2 separate regions of the Mus musculus genome follow, and region 2 is linked to region 1. Evidence: chromatin contacts called from public Hi-C data. All regions are on one chromosome and are shown on one strand. The core of a region is the stretch at or near the end of the contact, and the rest is flanking DNA. Distances in the headings are between cores, read along the strand shown.

Evidence for each region. Hi-C and Micro-C count contacts between places; a contact is called where the count stands out from the background.
Region 2: a contact with region 1 is called in a Hi-C map of olfactory sensory neurons, with 4 times the contacts expected there. The contact joins two enhancer-like sites. A contact is called at or near these places in 10 of 39 promoter capture datasets (the 3T3-L1 cell line, 3T3-L1-derived adipocytes, the C10 cell line and 6 more), 11 of 484 Hi-C or Micro-C datasets (Sertoli cells, cerebellar granule neurons, cerebellum and 6 more) and 1 of 115 datasets of contacts at active chromatin or transcription factors (astrocytes).

What each region holds. Positions count from the first base shown.
Region 1 is chr3:58,656,089-58,660,479 of GRCm38.p6, forward strand. No RefSeq gene overlaps it. Among named protein-coding and RNA genes, the nearest start is that of Erich6, 21 kb to the left of the region's middle. Within about 2 kb of position 2,618, at least 5 of the 459 cell types and tissues checked have an H3K27ac peak or open chromatin away from gene starts, as enhancers often do. A contact at or near this core is called in olfactory sensory neurons, where this site is marked.
Region 2 is chr3:58,982,961-58,987,306 of GRCm38.p6, forward strand. It overlaps the pseudogene Rpl13-ps6. Among named protein-coding and RNA genes, the nearest start is that of Gm22491, 9.5 kb to the left of the region's middle. Within about 2 kb of position 2,236, at least 8 of the 459 cell types and tissues checked have an H3K27ac peak or open chromatin away from gene starts, as enhancers often do. A contact at or near this core is called in olfactory sensory neurons, where this site is marked.

The sequences.
Region 1 (4,391 bases), core at 1,368-3,867:
TTTGAGCATTTCACACACGCGTAGTATATTTACATTATTTCCTTGTTTCTCCCACTCCCTCTCAAATTCATGACCCTTTCTCCTATAATTACTTTTGTTATATAAATACAAATATGCGCGCACACATGTACACACACATACTGGCACACACACAGATCCTGCTGAATCTGTTTAGTTGCTTATATGTACATGCGTTTAGGACTGGCCACTTGAGAATGGGTAACATATCAGGGTCCCTGGAGATAACTGGTTGCTCCCCTCACATTGGCTGCCTGTAGTTCTTCCTGTAAGGATGGGGCCTTGTGAGATTTCCCCCATCCATGTTGACTGGTGTTGTCGCCATGCAGGTCTTGGTCTAGCAACTATCTTGGTGAGATTTCTAACATAATGTCTCTGTTATCTCTAGAAAGCAGCATTTTGGCCCTCTGGATCGTACACTTTCTGTCTGCTTTTCCATGATGAGGTTGTGCTTTAGCTATACCAACTGGGGCTGGGCACCCCAAACCCACTTGCTCTCTGCATTTGACCGGTTGCTGATCTCTGTAGTGGCTTCCTTATTTTGCAAAAAGAAGTTCCTTTGCTGAGGGTGAGGGCCACACTTCCCCGTGGATTTTAAGCTTTAATGCATTGCGGTCACATAAGCTCCATGATGTTATACATTTCTTCTGTGTTGAGATTTGTTTTTTTTGTCCCAGGATGTAGTGTATTTTAGAAACATTTCCATAGGCTGCTGATTTAAGTATTCTTGGGTGTTTGGGTGGAATGCTCTGTAGTTATGTTAGATCTATATAACTATGTATGTATGATGTTTAGTTCTGATGCTTCTCTATTTAATTTTTGCCCAGATGGCCTGTCTGAGGAGAGAGTGGAGTCCAGAAATCACCTAATATCACTGATCTGGGTTGATCTGTGTCCTGAAGTCTAGCTGTGTGCTTTGCATTAATTTGGAGGTGCCAGAGTTTATAGCATTGATGCTTAGGATGATAACGTCTTCTTGGTGAACTGTTCCTTGATTAGAGCGAGAAGTCTATTTCTTCTGAGACACTTGGTTTAAAGCCTATGTCCTCAGATAGTATGATAGCAATGCCTACTTTTTCTAGGTACCTTTTACTTGCCCTTCCATTCTACAGCGGCCCTTATCCTTGAAGGTCAGATGTATTTCTTGTAGACAAGAAAAAGATGGATTTTTATTTCTCAGTCCCAATCAGTGGACTTTTTTCTTTTTGACTGGGGAATGGAGACCACTGCTATCTAAAGTTATCTTTGAGTTGTGGTTGCAGTCATTTTGCCAGGTATTTTTATTTTGTTGCATTTTGCAGTTTGTGTCCTTAGATCTGTTTTGTGTTTCAGTTAGTTTCTTTTTTCTTTCTGTAGCTTCTTGGATGTATTTGGTCATCTCTTTGATGCCCAGTGGGTGGCGCTGTTTGGGGAGGTTATGGAACCTTAGAGGGTGGAGCCTGCCTTGCTGGAGGAAGTACATCACTGGCGTGGGTTTTGCTTTGTGAGATTATTGCCTTGTCTTGCTTCAGCTTGCTCTCTTTGCTTCATGTTTATGGTTCTCTCTGCTTCTTGCTCTGGCCCCCTGCTGTCATGCCTCCTCAGCCATTACAGACTCTCACTTTATCCTCCAGAACTGTAAACTGCAAACCTTTCATTGTATAAGTTGCTTTTGGTTATGGTATCTTATCATAGCAACTGAACAGTAACTAATACAGACTCCATCATTTCATTCAACGGTATGCTTGTATTTTCTTGGACTTTTATCAGGAATTTATCCCTCTCCTCTTTAAGGTCATCCAAGTTGTTCATGCCCTCTGTAAAATTCTTGAATTATTTTACCACGTTTATAATTTTTCTTTTAAACTCTCTGTCTTGGAGTTCATCTAGGCAATTCTAATTGAAGAACAATTCTACAGGACTTTTTTTTGGGGGTGTGTGTGATAGTGGTGAAGGGACATATTGTCACAGTCGTTCATATTGTGTTTTGTGTGATGTGACCTGAGCATATAGCTTACTTTATTGGCTAATACTTAATAAATGGAATACCAGGTTCTTTTCACACAATGCCAGTACATGTATGGCAATGTGGACCATAGTGGTGACCCATTATGATGATGCTATCTTTAACTACTTCTCCTCTTTTGGAGGAATTTGTTTCTGAATGTTTGCACTGTTAAAGAGCTATCTGGAGACTATCTCTATAGCTAAGTCTTAGCCTACATATTTCAGAGTGCGTAAGGATAAATTCCCAGAGGAAGAATTTTGGGGTGATGGGTAATTTGCACTGTCACCAATAGTGACAGTGCCCTTAATCAGATGAAAAGTTGTAATTAAACATCACAGCAGAAAGCTGTAATTTTGTCTCAGTACTGTCATCACTGCTCAAAACATTTGATGAACTCTGTGTTTGGTGATCTGAGCTATGACTCATACAAGAAAACAAATTGTCATCTCTCATCCTGCCTTTGATCTTTGACTCTTCTGGAAAATCTAATTTAGCATGAAAGCTACCATGGAGGATTTTCATGCCAACGTGTCACCAGCTCCAGGAGGGAAACTAAAGCCTCACACTGCCCTGGGTAGTGGCACATCAGAGAAATGTTCAGTGTCCCCAGAGGGCAGCTCTTGTTGTGCGTGTGTCCTGATGGAATTCTCAAAAGGGTGATGTCTCTGTTTTCTCACACTGTCCGGGGTGCCACTCACAATTGTTTAGACTGAGAATATTCTTTACTCTTTCAGCAACCGTTTCTTCAGGTCATTTTAGAGCTAAGAGTATACCAGTATGCTCCCTCATGTCAACTGTCCACACATGCACTGCACTCCAGTGGCTGTCATCTCCTGAAGCCTCTCTTCCTTTAGGTCTTAAAGAGGTACATAAACAAATAATGAACATTTACAAATTTATAAAGTGGGCTGCAGGAAAGAGTAAGACAACGGCTTCTGTCTGGGCTTAATTTCTGCTCAGAGGGAGGGTCAAGAGTGGCTCCTGATCTGTAGGATCAGAGCCAGAGACTGCACTGTTTTTGCCTGTCATTATATGCTAACCTGGAGAGTCCTGGGAAAGAGCTGACTGGGTTTAATGAGGGAAGAGGCTAATACCAACACATCCCTCTCTCTTGGTGCTGCTGCCATTTATCTTACTGCATTATGTAGACATCCTCTGTAGCTCCTAGGAATTGTCCAAACAAAAGCTTCAGGTTGTTAGTCAAGGACCTTTACCACATGACCTTGACCCTAAGTTTCCAGCCTCACTAGAAGCAGGGAGAATGTAGCTGTACCACAGAGAGACGGCAGCACTAAGGGCAGGGAGATAGTGGGGCTCTGGAGTCTCCATAGGGTTGCAGGCTCTTCCTTTTCACACTCCCTGCAACCTGCTGGCATGTCTAGTTCCATGCTGCCAGAGAGGGTGGGGATTGTTCTGACTTCCCTGCATACCCAAATTCATCAGTGTTGGGTCTCAGGCTCCTCTCTTGTAAGCCAGGCTGATGCTGATGTTCCTTTGCAGGGCTACTGGAACGACTGAATGAGATAATGAGCCTACAAGATGGAAAGGAGCCCCGTATGTCAGGCACACTGTCAACAGGTAGCAGGACAGTCAAAAATGGTGACTGAAGAGAGTTTAAAGGTCTACAAAAGTGTGAGCAAATGAAGGGTTCTGACAAAGGGTTCTTTCAAGCTGGGCTCACAGGCCTGGTGGTATGGTGAGACATACTGCAGTATCCACAGAAAGTGCAACATAGGGATTGTATGCTCTGGGAACTGCAGTTAGGCCATCTGGTCTACCAGGCAGACAGGATGTGAGAGGCTCCTTAAGCGTTCTGTCTTCCCTCTAATCTCCAGCTCTCGTGGCCCTCTCCAAAGGTCAGTCCAAGCAAAGACCAAAGTGGAAGCAGGTGAGATATGAAATCATAGTGAAGCCTGCCAGTTAACAATGCCCGGGGCAGAGTGTGGAGGTGCAATTTGGAGGCAAGGGAGCACGCTCAGCACAAATGCTGATCAATGGTGTTGTAGCTGTCCTTGTAACAGCAAATAGCTGTCAACTGAAAATCGAAAGAATCTCCTTCTTGGCAAACAGGACAGCCCAGCATAGAGAAGAACAATGAGAGACCAAGCAGATGATGTCACCAAGTCATGTCAACCTGTGGTAATCTTGATATATTCCTCTGTTTACCAATTTATCTTCCAAACAAGCTGGTAAAATCTCTCTTTATATCCTGAGTGACATGCAGTGCATGACGGGTCATTGAGGGCTCTGCTGGGGTCTTTCTTGGCTGTTACAGGACTCGAAAAGCATCAGGAACCCTAAGCATCAGCTCTTCCAGCAGCAGGAAAACGGTGTGAGATCTCAGGCAACTCATAGAGAGTCATAGAGAGGAGCTTGCTGATGATTT
Region 2 (4,346 bases), core at 986-3,485, 330 kb after region 1:
AAGCTTTGTCAGTAGAGGGCGCGAGAGAGACATTGCAGAAGGAAAAGAGACAATTTCTGGCAGGCTGGGTTTGGCTTTCTTTTACTTAGCTGTTCTTTCAAAGCCTGTGTTGCCTGTGCAGAAGAACGTGATGGAATCGGGCAGGTAGTGTCAGAGTGGCCAGTCTCAAACTGGGTCTAGTGGCCAGCAAGAGTGCCACGCAGTGCTTCACGCCAGTCTGTGGCTATTTGTGAGGCTTTGTATGCCCAAAAGGCGTTTCCTGCTTGCCCCTCACCCCCCAACTGTGGACAAGATTAGTGGAGGTCCCTCCCTCAATTTCTCCTCCATCCAGTAGTCCACCCTTGTTTCTAAGAGGCTTCTCTCCTGACAGACAGTGGAAGTTCCCTAGCTGGCTCTGCGGCCTTGGTATCCGTTTTCTGCACTGTAACATCCTTTATATCCTGCTTTGAAGAATTATGGTCAGCTGCCTAAGTCTAACTCACCACCTGTTTTGGAAATAAAATTGTTTGGGAACACAGCCAGGCCCATTTGTTTATGTACCGTCTATAGAGCTTTCCGTGTGACAGAGAGAGTATGGTCAATCTATTTGCAGTCTGTCCTATTGTAGAAAATGTTAGCCAATCATTATAGTTCTTTTCTTCTTTATGTTACTCTATCAGGGTTTTATAATTTTTAGCATTAAACTTCCTCTATTTTAATTGCTGTGTGGTTTCTGTCTCTACACGGTGCTTCCTCTAGTGGAACAAAAATACCCACGCTCAAGGTTATTTATTACAGCATTATTTGTCGTTGTAAAAATACTCACGAGCACTCTAAGTCCTCTACCATGGAGACTGATTAGTAAACTACAGTATCCACACAGCAGAGAGCTCACAAGCAGGGAGATCTCTGTGAACCGACACGGAATTACTTCCAGGCTGATGTGGAGCAACAAAAGGAAAACAAACAAAACTGAGAAATACGTGTATACGGTATGCCATGTTAATAAGACAAGGTTTGCTTCTAAATGAAACCTAGAGCTAATAAACCTGAAACCACCAGCAGATACTTACAGGATAAGAGCGGAAAGGGCTAGGAGGGAAATGACACACCAAGCCTATCTTTTACTCCAGCGTAGAGCAGTTGGAAGAAGCATCCAACACAAAACCTGTTTGGCCGTGAAGTGTTAAATAGCTTGCGTGGCTAACTAGGAGTTTCAGCTCGCTGATGGTGTAAGTGGCGTGAGAGCGTATTGTTCCACATGTTGACACTTCAGGATAAAGATTCAAGTTCCATGTACGGTTCTATCAAGTTGAAAAATGATGCTGCACGTGTGTGAGATCTGAAGCTTGGTCCTCAACATCCACATAAACATATAGACAAGCTGGGCATGTGGCATGCAGCTGCCCAGCATCTCAGAGCTGATTACGCAGGGTGATTCCAGCTGAACTGATGAACACAGGTTCACTACGGTACTCTGGTGTGGTAGATTGCTGTCTGTTTTTCTGACCCCCTCAAAAGGGGTGCCTGTGCTCAGGGGAGGTCAGGTGCAATCTTAGATAAGTCTAAGATTAGTCAGATAAGTCTAGAGCCTGTGGTTGGGCAGTGGAAAAAGAAGGCAGAGCAGAATGTTTTAGAGACAGGGCACACACACACACACACACACACACACACACACCATCCTCAGATGAACCATTCAAAGTCAGGGTACTCCAGGTGTGTCTGTGAATGAGTGTGTGTGTGAGAACTATAAATACTGCTTCCTACTGGTGACCATGTGTTTTAATCATGAACTTGTGAGTGAGGTCCCCGGAAGCAGAATAGTTATATTTGATTGATTATCAACTCTCCATAAGGGAGTCAGGGTTTGGACAGAGTCTATTGAGAGAAAAGTGTTTTTTGTTGTTGTTGTTGTTGTTTAGCTCATAAGTCCTTTCTGAATTTGTTTAACTCCATGAAGAGCTGTGAGAAACAAAGAAACATGAGTTCAGACGACCTACCTTCCCATCTAGTTTTCTATGTGCTTTGGAGAAGGCCCTTGGCCTCCCTGCTGGTTTTCTTGTTGTAAATGGGAATATTGCTACTGCATCCAGGACTACCTTTGGTTAAAACTCAAGGAAAGACTTGGAGGTGTCGTGCTTTCTTGAGGGAGTATCTCAAGAGAAAAATAGGGAGGTGTTAGGGTTAAGACAGAGCAGGGCGCTGTGGCCTCAGCTGGGGTTTAGCTCTAAACTAAACCCCAGGGAGCTTGTGAGCCTCACCGAAAGGCAGAGCCACCCTGCAGCGAAGGCCTGAGTCTCTGAGTCATGCTTCTTGACTATCCACCCAGGGATGGTGTTGAGGATAACATCCTCGCGTGGCCCCTGGTGGACTGAAAACGATTCTCTGGAGAAAGAGCTGTAAACTCTTAGCAACCAACACGTACGACTGCGAGATGGTGCGCCTGACTGGTAAAGGATCGAACCTATTACAATCACCACCTCACATGGTCATTGTGACAGTTCAATGTGACATTACAAAAACAGCACATAGAATAACATGTAACACCCGTTATGTGCTTAATCCAAACGTCTTTCTAAACACTTTGTCCTTAGAAAATTGCAGAATAGAACACAAATCCTCAAATGTTAGCTATTTTTGTTATCTTATTTCATAGCACATATTAGGTGTTTAACATGAGGGATGAATCATGTTATGCAGGGAAAGTATCTTTGCACCTCTCTAATTAGCTTCTACATTCTTTCCTTATTGCCTTAAACAACACAGTATCTTAGACCTTGTGTTATCCTGTGGTCAGTGAATTCACATTAACCTTTTGATGTTTTGGAGTCCCCCCAGATTTTTATCTAATTTTTATTCATGCTCTAGGTACCTAGTTAGGATGACACTACTAAATTTGGATGAGGTCATGGTGAGAGGAACCAGGAACAGCTGACCCACTTGCTAATTAGTCTCATTCCCCGTGATGACTGGGTAGACTACGAAGAAAGGGGAAAAAAATCCAGGAGCCCCCTTGATAGCATCTGCAACGCAGCACCTAATTCACTGTGGGGATTTGACTTGACAGCTGGCAAGACTTGCATAATCACCTGTGTGGCAGCTGGCTCTGCTTCTAGTGTTGGGTTCTGGCAATCCAGAGCCATCGATCAGGAACAGAGATAGCAAGTGGGTGAAAGGGTAAACTAGAGACCACAAGGGAGACCTGATTCCACATTGCTTTCCCTTGCCTCCCAACCTCTAATTTTGATGAAAGGATCCCTTCAGGGAAAACTGGTGCTTGTCATTAAGCTGAACAACCACTGACTGAGTACTCAAAGAAACCAAAGGAGGATGCAAGTCCCACAGCAGCTGAGGGGTGGGAGTGTTAGTGGTTTGCATCTTATCAACAAGGTGACCTGAGAAATCTCAGCGTGAGCTGAGGTAGGGCCTGGTGTTCTTACCTACAATGTCAAGTATGCAAAGGATAACAAGATGATTCACTTCCTCTAGTCAAAGCTTGCACACGGCAGCACTTGTGGTCATTGCAGACTTGAAGTACAGAGGGAAGAACAATCTGAGGAACACAGCTCTTCTTTGGCGAGATCAGCACAACACAGATCACCATACTTGCTTGTGACATCAAAATGTGTTCAGGTAAAAAGCCAGTAGTCTCCATTGTCAACCTAGCCTGTAAACTCAAGCATTCGGACCTTAAAGGAGAGATGGAGACAGGGAAAATGTCCAGGGGTAAATGGCCAAGTCCATCAGCTCGATCCAAAATGTGGCACCGGGAAGGTGATAAAGGATAGTTAACTCACTCTAAGAGCCAGGACTAGTCGAACTGTTAAACACACCAAGAAAAGAAGAAATGCCCAGCAGAGAGTGAGTGGACACACATGCAAGTGTCTTTAAGGCCACTTAAAAATCAGCACTTTCTAAATAGATAACCAACTGTATGATGCTAACATCTAGAGTTACATGGATGAGGATGTAGCTAAATACCTACATATGACCTGAACTGTTGCTTCTATGACTTTTCCAGATTTTTTCTTTTCCCTGATTCTAGAGTCAACTTTTATCTTTCTGCAAGGATTGATTTCAAGGCTATCTTGGACATTTTTAGTTACTTGTTAAGGGAAGGGAGAAGAGGAGATAAGAGGAGAGGAGAGGGAAGGGGAGGGGAGGGGAGGGAGAGATAAGAGGAGGAGAAGAGCCTTTCCGCTCGGCTGTTCTCCTGTATAGGAGGCAGCCATGGCGCCCAGCCGGAATGGCATGATACTGAAGCCCCACTTCCACAAGGATTGGCAGCAGCGAGTGGACACTTGGTTCAACCAGCCGGCGCGCAAGATCCGCAGGCGCAAGGCCCGGCAGGCGAAAGCGCGTAGCAT